3 separate regions of the Rattus norvegicus genome follow, and all the other regions are linked to region 3. A link is a contact called in public Hi-C data. All regions are on one chromosome and are shown on one strand. The core of a region is the stretch at or near the end of the contact, and the rest is flanking DNA. Distances in the headings are between cores, read along the strand shown.

Region 1 (2,898 bases), core at 184-2,683, 310 kb after region 3:
GTGACCAGTTGCTTCAAGCTCCAGTCACCAGATATAAGCCAGCATAAACTCCATTTCCTTTAAGTTGTTTTGGTCCAGTAATTTACCACAGCAAGAGGAAAAGAACGAAGGCACACAAAATTGTCATGTACGTTTCGAGAGGTTTCTTTTCTTTTCCTTTCTTTCTTTCTTTCTTTCTTTCTTTCTTTCTTTCTTTCTTTCTTTCTTTCTTTTTTGCATCATGTGCTATGCCCCTAACTTATATGTAAAGTTAGGGACTAGTACCTAACGTGCCAGAGTGGAAGTGACTGTACATTTGTTCATTCAAATGGTATTTACTGAATCCTACAAATATTCATGGAGTCTCAGTGTTTGCTCTTCTTGGTATACTACTCTTTCAAAGGTTACAACAACAGCAGAGTGAATCAGAAAGGTGGTTTAAGGTTAACAAGCAATTTAGAACAGAAGTGTTGTTACATGGTGATTTTGCTGAGAACTTGTTACCTATGGAGCAGTGAAGTTAAAGGTGTTACAGGCAACAATGGAGTGGTCATCCTTGAAGAGAAACCAGGATTTCTGAACTTTTCTAACAAGAGAACTAGTCGGCTATGGGGTGGGTTTAAATAATTTGTGGTGCCTAGGTGAGGTGTTTAGGTAACTGTACTATTTGTGCTGGAAGAACTTTGTTCTTTCTCTGAAGTAAAACAGCGGGCCATATGGTGAGTAATGTGGTCATTACATTGCAGTGTGACCTTTCTCGTAACGTAAAACTACCAACAGCTCTTTTCTAAACTAGTTGACTCATTGTGTCATGGAGTCAAGAGACGCTACCTTTCAGAATTACTGTGACCATTAACTGTAGGAAAAAGGATATATGCACTTGCTCAATCAGTAGTAGCTTTGTTATTTGGTCACTGTGGTGCCAAGACAATTTCATTACCGACACAATGGTCTCCTGTGACCACTACTAGTGGACCCTAAATATTAAAGCGAGGTCAAGGAGCTTTCCTTCGCAGCCTACTTTTGCTGCGACGTGCTGAACTAAAGCACAGACGTGCCCGGAGGTTCTTCCCTGGGGTTATGCAGGAAGCTCTGCAGATGCCTGAACAGACCAGGTAGCTGCTGTTCAGAAGTCACCACCCGCTTCCCGGCGACTGCCCCGCCCCCTTTCCGGCCCTGGCCCCGCCCCCTCCCTCCTATTGGTTGGCGTGCCTCTCCGCCAGACCGTCGCGAAGACCCGGAGGAGTGGAGTCGCCCCGAGGCGAGCCGGGCGCGCGCTCGCTGCGCATGCTCGAGAGCAGCTGGATTCCCGGTCTGGACCGTAGGCTCAGAGCGGCTCCGGCGGGGAGGCGCGCCTGTGCGCGGCACGGGCGTCGCGAGTACGCTGCGCGCTCCCGAGGAAGGGAGGTGTAGGCCGGGGTGGGTGGGGGGAGGGCCGGGTGTCGGCGCGCTTGGCGTGCGGGATCGGAGTGGCTGCGGGCGGCCTGGGCTGCCCGGCCGACGCCTGCTGCGAGATGGCGATCTTGGGCGCGGAGGGCTGAGGAGGCGCCGCCGCGGTGGCCGCGGGCCCCGGGAGCCGCAGCTTCGCGCGGGTAAGCACAGCGGGGCTCTGGAGGGCGGCCGGGCCGGAGTTCGCTGGGGTGGGGTCGCCGGGCTTGCCCCGAGCTGGCCCTGGCACCGGCCTGTGCCGGTGACACCGGAGCCCGGCGAAGTGTCTGGGTGACTGCAGTGCTCAGGCTCCTGGCCGGCAGCTTGCTAGCGTTCCAGCTTCCCTGCCTCAGAACTGCTGCCCTGACTTTCACCCGGATCCCACCGGCGCGAGCCCGGACTCCAGCCTCAGCTTGTCCTTTTCTGACATGTTTTTAGCATTTAGCGTTTTTTCACTGACTCCGCACCTCCTCTCACCAACAGTCTCAATCTCCACCTTTGGTGACCTGGTAGGTTCAAGTGACCTTGCAAAATCTTCTAATCCTCGTCTCGTGATTTGGGCCCTTTTCCTTTAAGTCTTCTTTTAAAATTTAGTATTGTTAGGGTTGGTACTTTGCCGGTCGCCTTTATAGTCTTTAAATGATCAATTTTGTGGTTTAGGATTGTGTGGCTCTCTCCTTTCTTTACTCATCGGTTTGGAGTTGAAGTTCCTTTGCTCGAAGCGATTCCTCTTCATTATTGCCAAAAAGGTGTATCTATTATGCTTTTGAAATATTTTACTTTCCCACCATGAAATAATTCACAAATGTCAGGTATTTTTCTGTTAAATTTTTATCTTTTTGTGTGCATAAAATTGAATTTCTACTCTTAAAGTAACGGGGAAAAAATAATGCCAGAGTTATCTTCCCACTTCCCATTTGGTATTTTTTTTTTCTTGTTGAAATACCCAGTTCACAGTTGTCTGTAGGTTTCTGCAAGAGTTTTTGCTTGTGTATAAATCCACTTGACATGTCTCACCAAGTCTGTGTGCAACTATTAGTAAAACTCTCCTTTTAAGAAAGACATTCTTTCATTTATCTGACTTCCTTGAGCCATAAGACTATATACTTAAACTGACTGAAAATTACCATTTTTAAATAACTAGTTAACCTTTCAATTTCGAAGATAATGGCCAAGTGTTGGAGCTGTTGAAATTGAGATGCTTGAAAAATGTGGCTTAGCTCTTTGAGACATAGATTATTAACATTTCCAAACAGTTCTTCACATAAAATGTTGAGCTGCTTTTAAGACACTGTGCTTTTGAAACCCCGGACATGGCTGATCAGGTCTCTTGCCTTCAAAGAGATGGTAATCTCTTAAATTGGCTGAAATTTCTGTTACATCCTTGCACAGTTATTAAGCATCAACTGCATGAGAGAATGAGGTATTTGGGGGTATATGTAGATCAAATGATTAGCAGCTTCTGTCTTTACAGATTATGGAGGAGGTCTG
Region 2 (3,095 bases), core at 181-2,680, 430 kb after region 3:
TAGCCTCAGAAACAGCTTTCAAAACAAAACAAAACAGAACAACAACAACAACAACAACAACAACAAAAAGCCAAAATGTACAAACAAACAAACCCGAGAAGCTGGAGAGATAACTCATTGTTTATGAGCACTACTAGCTCTTCATGACCACTGATATGGTAACTAGGCATGCATTTGGTACACATACATCCATGCAGGCAAAACACATAATACACATAAATTAAATTGAATTTTTAAAAAATGGAGAAAGGAAGGTAGGTTGTTGTTGAACTCTCATACCTGGAATACTAGGACTCAGAAGGCTAAGGCAAGAAAACTTGCATGTTAAACTCAAGGTCACCTAGGGAGGCCCTGTCAACACAAACAAGTAAATATTTCCACAAAACAAAACCCTGAGATGTTAAAGGAGACCTCAACAGTTGAAAGCTTGACTAAACCTCAAGAGAGATCTTAAGTTAGACACCAAGTTAAGCCATTCTAGATTCCTGACCTACACACCACAGATAGTAATTGTATAAAGCCGGTATTTGAAGGCAGTACTTTGGGGCTTAAAATAAAACAGTTAGGAGAAATATATCTTAGGAACAGATGCCATCCCATTTTAAGAATAAAGACAGTCCTAAGACTGACAAATAAAAACATCAGAACTGAGATAATAAACACACACATACACACACACACACACACACACACACACACACACACACACACACACACAAACAAGAGAATCTCAACAGCTTTAACATGTATTAAAAAACCAAAAAAATTCAAGGATAAGTACTGTACAAATAAATTCTCATATTTATTCAAAATTTCAAAGTTACATCACAAACATTTTTGCCTCTAGGTGTAAGGCAAAGGTTTATTGACATTGAACTTACTTTTTTAAAAACTTTATTTTGGGACAAGCACTCACTGAATCACCCAGACTAGCCCTGAACTGGCTTGACATACAAAGCCAACCTTGAATTTGCAATCCTTGGACTCTAGCGGCTGGAACTACAGCACTGAGTCACCGGTCAGAGCTGTCTGAGGTGACAAGCTGAGTCCAGATACCGTCGGTGGCTTTGCTGGAAGCGGCCTTCTCAACGGCCAACGTTCTTTCACCTTCCTGTTCTACTTTCGGACAGGAAGGGCAGAGAGGACGCACCCCTCTGTCACAAGGCCGTCGCAGAGGTTTGCAAAGCGGAAGCTCCAGGACCCTCTGGCCGGGATGCCCGACCTCCAGACCTGGAGAGGGGGGCACCCCCGACGCCCTGCCGAAGGTGAGGGCCGGACCAGGACAGCGGGTTACCTCGGAACCGCGGAATCCCCAAGTGCCACAGCGCCCACCGCTGCCCCAGCTCCTCGCCAGCTGACACACGCTCTGCTCCGCTCCGCGTAGCAGAGGGAGAAGACGCCACAGTCGCGAGGACAGCGCCATGACTGACAGCTTCCCAGCCTGACTAACTACTAGCTACCGAACTTGACAGAACGGGGCGGGGCGAAAGTCGACTCTGGAGCGGAGTTCCTAAGGCCCGCCTGCACCACCTCCCTCACTCCCTCAGCTTCCGGGCCTCGGTTTCCAAAGACCGGAAATAGCTCCGGGTGGGAGATGGGTGGTGGGGACCATTACGCATGCGCACAACAGGCTCAGACAAGAGAAGCGAGCCCTCCTCTGACTATAGGCGACCATCTATTGGTTATAGCTTTTGTGGAAGCTTTCTTTAAAAGCTTTTTTTTTTCTATAATGTTCTAAAGTCTTCAACAGTAAAGTGAACCTGACGCGTATGGTCCTTTTTGAAAATAAATAGATGCTTAAATGAATTAGATTGTCTTACATAAGGAGGAGAGTGGGGAAAAAAATCTAGAGCCTGGAGATGGTGGGAATTAAAAGAGAAGGAAAGCAAAGCCCGAAGAGGCTTAGTCAAGAAATAACAGAAAAAAAAGTCATACCATATCCAGAGTTCAAAGTGCTTCCCTAGCTTGCACGAAATCCTGAGTTCAGTTCTCTGCACTGTATAAGACTACAGTGGTAGCACATGACTGTAACGAAAGCCAGCATTGGAGAGGTGATCACATAAATCAGGAGTTCAAGGGCTATATAATGAGTTGGGTGCTAGCATGGAATCTGGGAGACCCTGTCTCAAAAAAGAAAAAAGTTAAGCTGATTGTTGTAATCCCATGATTTTAAAGATACCCTGAACTACTCAGTGAATTCCAGTCTAGTCTGAACTACTGGATATGACTTTTAGATTCTAGATTTTAAAAATTTAGATTGATACCCCAGTGCTTTCCTGGGTAGGAACACATTTAAAAACAAACAAACAAAACACAGGTTATATCCTAGAGAGAGAGAAATCAGATTTCAACTTAACTTACATTTATTGCCTTAAATTGTTTAAATACCCATTTGCTAAAGGTGCTATGTGATGTTGGGACCTTTTATGTCCTTTAACGATTATGCTATTATCTCATTTAATCACTGTTAGGTGTAGATAGTAACTGCAAGCTATAAATGAGAAAGATTTGCTTTAGTACAAGAACCACTCATGAGAAAAGGGATAGAAGAGATATTCAGGGCAAGCTTCCCAGCTGCAAAGGCATGAGACATTGCTTTTGGTAATATATATATATATATATATATATATATATATATATATATATATATATATATAATGTTCATTTCGATGGTGATGGAGAAATATGCCTATAAAGATTGCACTAAACTTTTGCAAATCCATAACACACACTGGTTTGTTTATAAGGAGGTGGGGGGCAGGAATCGGGAGTTGGAACTGGAGTGACAAGGGCTAACTACTGAGCACTCTCTTCAGTCCCCACATTCTAGTTCTTATTTGATACTTTATTGGGTTGGTCTCTCGTTGTCTCAAAGACCAACTATAAGTTTATGATGATAGCATACTCATGCATTTAGGCTATAACATCTTGCCCTATTTAATAAATATAAGAATTGTATTTGTCAATTTTTACACATTAAATACATGATAAAATACATTATATTTATAATATGTATATTCTCCTTAACTTTTATTGAATCCAAGTAATTTCCACAGAAGGAACCACTTTCCATATCTCTAATGCAAGCTAGTTCA
Region 3 (3,181 bases), core at 590-3,089:
AAATGAAACCAAGCATCAAGAATAGTGAATATGTTTAATAAATGTAAATATTCTGATTCTTTCAGAAAGGAAATGGTTTAAATATTAATAAGCTATAATATAGACAAAGACCTAAGTTCTTCGATGTAAATAGGTAATTTTTTTTGAAGAAAAAAAAAGTGGCAAACACAAAAAAGAAAACTGGAAAATTAGTTTTAGATATCTAAAAATGATTAATCTCACTTATAACTAAATTAATATATATAATAAAAATACAAAACTATCTTCATGTAGCAGGCACAAATCTTATTTGATAACGCAGTGCACATAATAACAGAGAGGAAGAAACATCATTATGCAGTGTGCAATTCATCAGAGTGAAAACTCCCTGCAAAGGTTGTTCATTCCTCAACAGTAAAAATGCGGGCACCTTCCGTCTGCAACTGGTGAATTTACTCAATAAGGATACATAAGGATATGTTCTGATCTGTGTGTAGAGATTAAACATGAAGACAAACTCATATACCCACCTGCTGGTGGCATATTTTATACTGTGAGGCAGAAGACTGCGGATATAAAAAAAGAGAAAAATAGAGAGAAACACTAAATGAAGAGATGAACGGTGAGCATGGCAGCACCGGGTCCCCATTGCTGAATGTAGGGATGGAGGGAGCCTAATAGCACCTGGAAACAATCGCTAAAGCCACAAACACGGAACTGGTTAGATACCCTTCGTGTATTATTTATGTCATGGTTTGATAGCAATTCCATCAACATTCTGTGCAACAAGCAGTTGAGAAAAGCCAAATAAAAAATAAAAAACACAAACGCCTGTTTGCATGAGCAAAAAGCACATGCTTAAAGTAGTAGATGATACCACTCTTCTGGGTACTCACGGTCTAACTAAAGTTTGTGTTGGGAATTTTTCTTTTAGGAAATACTTTTGAACTTTTTACTGTTTTATATTGTTTGTTGTTTTTGCCATACTCGGTGATTATCCAATAAAATTAGTTGCATGAAAGAAGAGCATGTTGGAATTCCACAGCCTAAGTATTTTCCCTTGCAGAAAGGTCTAGATTAGTCCTTCGCTGACCACTGACTAGTTATCCCATGCCAACCAGAGCGCTTGGCACACCTTGTGCTAACATTCCAGGTTAATGTGCAATTTTCGAAACTACTGTCATGTCCTCACAGTTAGTGGACAGATAACAGTGCTGACCCCAAGAGGGACAAAGTCAAGGTCGCATCTCTCTGGCTCCATGGCTCTTTCTCAGTGTGGTGTGAAGACCTGAAACACAAAAGAATCGCCAGTCCTGCCCTGGATTTCAAAGGAACCAAACTGACTGTGCTGTCATTTAGCTCTATTAACATAATCTTTTTCAAGATGCCTTCAGATGTCCATTTTGTCCCCTCCTCTGTCCACTCCTGGAGTTGTCTCCTCAGGTGTGTAACACAGTTGAGCACCCCAGGAGGTCTCCACTTTGTTAATCGCGGGGACTCTAGTAGTCCTGGGGAGGTCCTCCACGGCAGCGGGAACCAGAGCATCGACGGGCGGAATCCCGGGTCTAGGCGCGCTTGCAGCCACACTGCCACGCTCGGTACGCGTGGATCCCAGCCCCGCCGCGGTCTGCCCGCCCGGGTTCACACTTACGCGCCAGGCCAGGTCCAGGTCGAAATCCCGGGCACGCAGGAATCGCAACAAGAAAGCGTCTGTGAGCGGCTGCGGGGTCTCTGGGACGCCCTCCTCCTGCGCCCGGCGCCTCAGTTCGGCCAGGCCCGGCTGGACCAGGGGCGAGTGGTCGGGCTGCTCGTTGAGCTGTTTTCCAACCACTGGCCCCGGCCGCATCTCTGCCATGCCCGCCGCGCTGTCCCGGCGGCAGGGGGAAAAATGTGGGCCCAGAGCCATCCTCCGCCCCCCGCCGTGGCCGCCGCCCCGCGCACACTCACCCGGTGCCGCCCGGATCTCCGGTGTCCCGCTGGTACAACCGCCAAGGAGTCCTCTTAAAGGAACGCACATGGTGCCCTCCGCTGCTCATCAGGGTAGCCGCAGCCAGACCCAGTGAAGGAAAGCCTCTAGTGTTGAACCCAAAGAAGGTGAAGTCACAGTTACTTGGAATGTTTCTAATCAGGCTGCCAGAGAACTTTTCTTTCCCTTTCCTCGTTGCCCTTCCCCCTCTGTTCCGTTTTGGAATCAGGAAACAAGGTAAAGAGGCTTTAAAGGGCTCTTTAATTAGTCTGGGTGTCAGACACTCAGGAACACCCTACCGCACCCCAACCCGATCCCTTCCTTAAGGCTGAGCTCAGGCCAGCTCTAATATTCTAACTAGTTTCCAAAATGCAATTCGAGGAAGCCACCTTCCGCAGTCTCGCTGCTCCTCCCCCCTCCTTGCTTCTCTCCAGGAAAATACTTTCCAGATCTTGGCATCTGGCTCTACTAGAGTCATATATACAAGGAGAGCGGGTAGGGGAGGGCACGTTTTAAACACTAATGATGCTTGTGTTTAGGCTTCACAGTCTCTCAGTCAAGACCCTTAAGTGATGGAATCTGAAGGATGTCAGGTGAAGAAGAGTAGGCAGAGATGACCCAGAAATCTGAACACATGGAGGTATTTTCCCCTTCATTCCCATCCATTAAAATTACCCTACACTTGAACTGCCACCTAGACAGAAGAGGAATTAGTTTTACGGACTCCGTTCTGTCTAGGTGGCAGTTCAAGTGTGCATGTTCACGAAACGCTGATTTCGCGAGTGAAACCAGCCTTAAAGGAACTCAGAGCAAGAATGTCTGACGGAGTGGTTCCTGGGTAGAGACCATGTTCTGATTATTGGTGGGTATTTTCAAAACAAAACTCCTACCTTGGAGACGTTTTCATTTTTGCGTGGTCTGGAGGGAAAAGCAACAGAAATAAATCTACATGGTGTAGGAGAACAATCTGCAAACAACAGGAAACAAGGCAAAGCTGATAGAGAATCCGCTGTGATATGTGAATTTCGGAATCACTAAGAGAGCTGGCCTGGGACGCTTGGGGCTAAGGGGCTGTGAGCTTTGACTTCTATGTTGAGGAGGGAGAAGGAACAGTATTACATAACCAGAATCTAATCAGAAAATTGTTAAAAGTCTCAAATCCTGGGATAAATGTCTAAGGTCCCTTTTAACATATCAAAGTGGACCTGTCCCCGAAGTTGTGCCAGCATCTCTCTG

What was found. A called contact is a pair of places that touch in the nucleus more often than the background predicts.
Region 1: a Hi-C map of liver shows a contact between it and region 3, with 3 times the contacts expected there. The contact joins the promoter of Wwp1 here to the promoter of Ttpa in region 3. A contact is called at or near these places in 3 of 12 Hi-C or Micro-C datasets (the A7r5 cell line, liver and mammary epithelial cells).
Region 2: a Hi-C map of liver shows a contact between it and region 3, with 2.7 times the contacts expected there. The contact joins the promoter of Rmdn1 here to the promoter of Ttpa in region 3.

Annotation. Positions count from the first base shown.
Region 1 is chr5:37,981,278-37,984,175 of GRCr8, reverse strand. It overlaps Wwp1 (WW domain containing E3 ubiquitin protein ligase 1), which reads left to right and starts at 1,433. Exons shown (of 25, transcript NM_001024757.1): 1 at 1,433-1,571.
Region 2 is chr5:37,865,626-37,868,720 of GRCr8, reverse strand. Rmdn1 (regulator of microtubule dynamics 1) reads right to left here and starts at 1,430. Exons shown (of 10, transcript NM_001031663.1): 1 at 1,295-1,430. The coding sequence starts at 1,423.
Region 3 is chr5:38,293,079-38,296,259 of GRCr8, reverse strand. Ttpa (alpha tocopherol transfer protein) reads right to left here and starts at 1,839. Exons shown (of 5, transcript NM_013048.3): 1 at 1,631-1,839. The coding sequence starts at 1,834.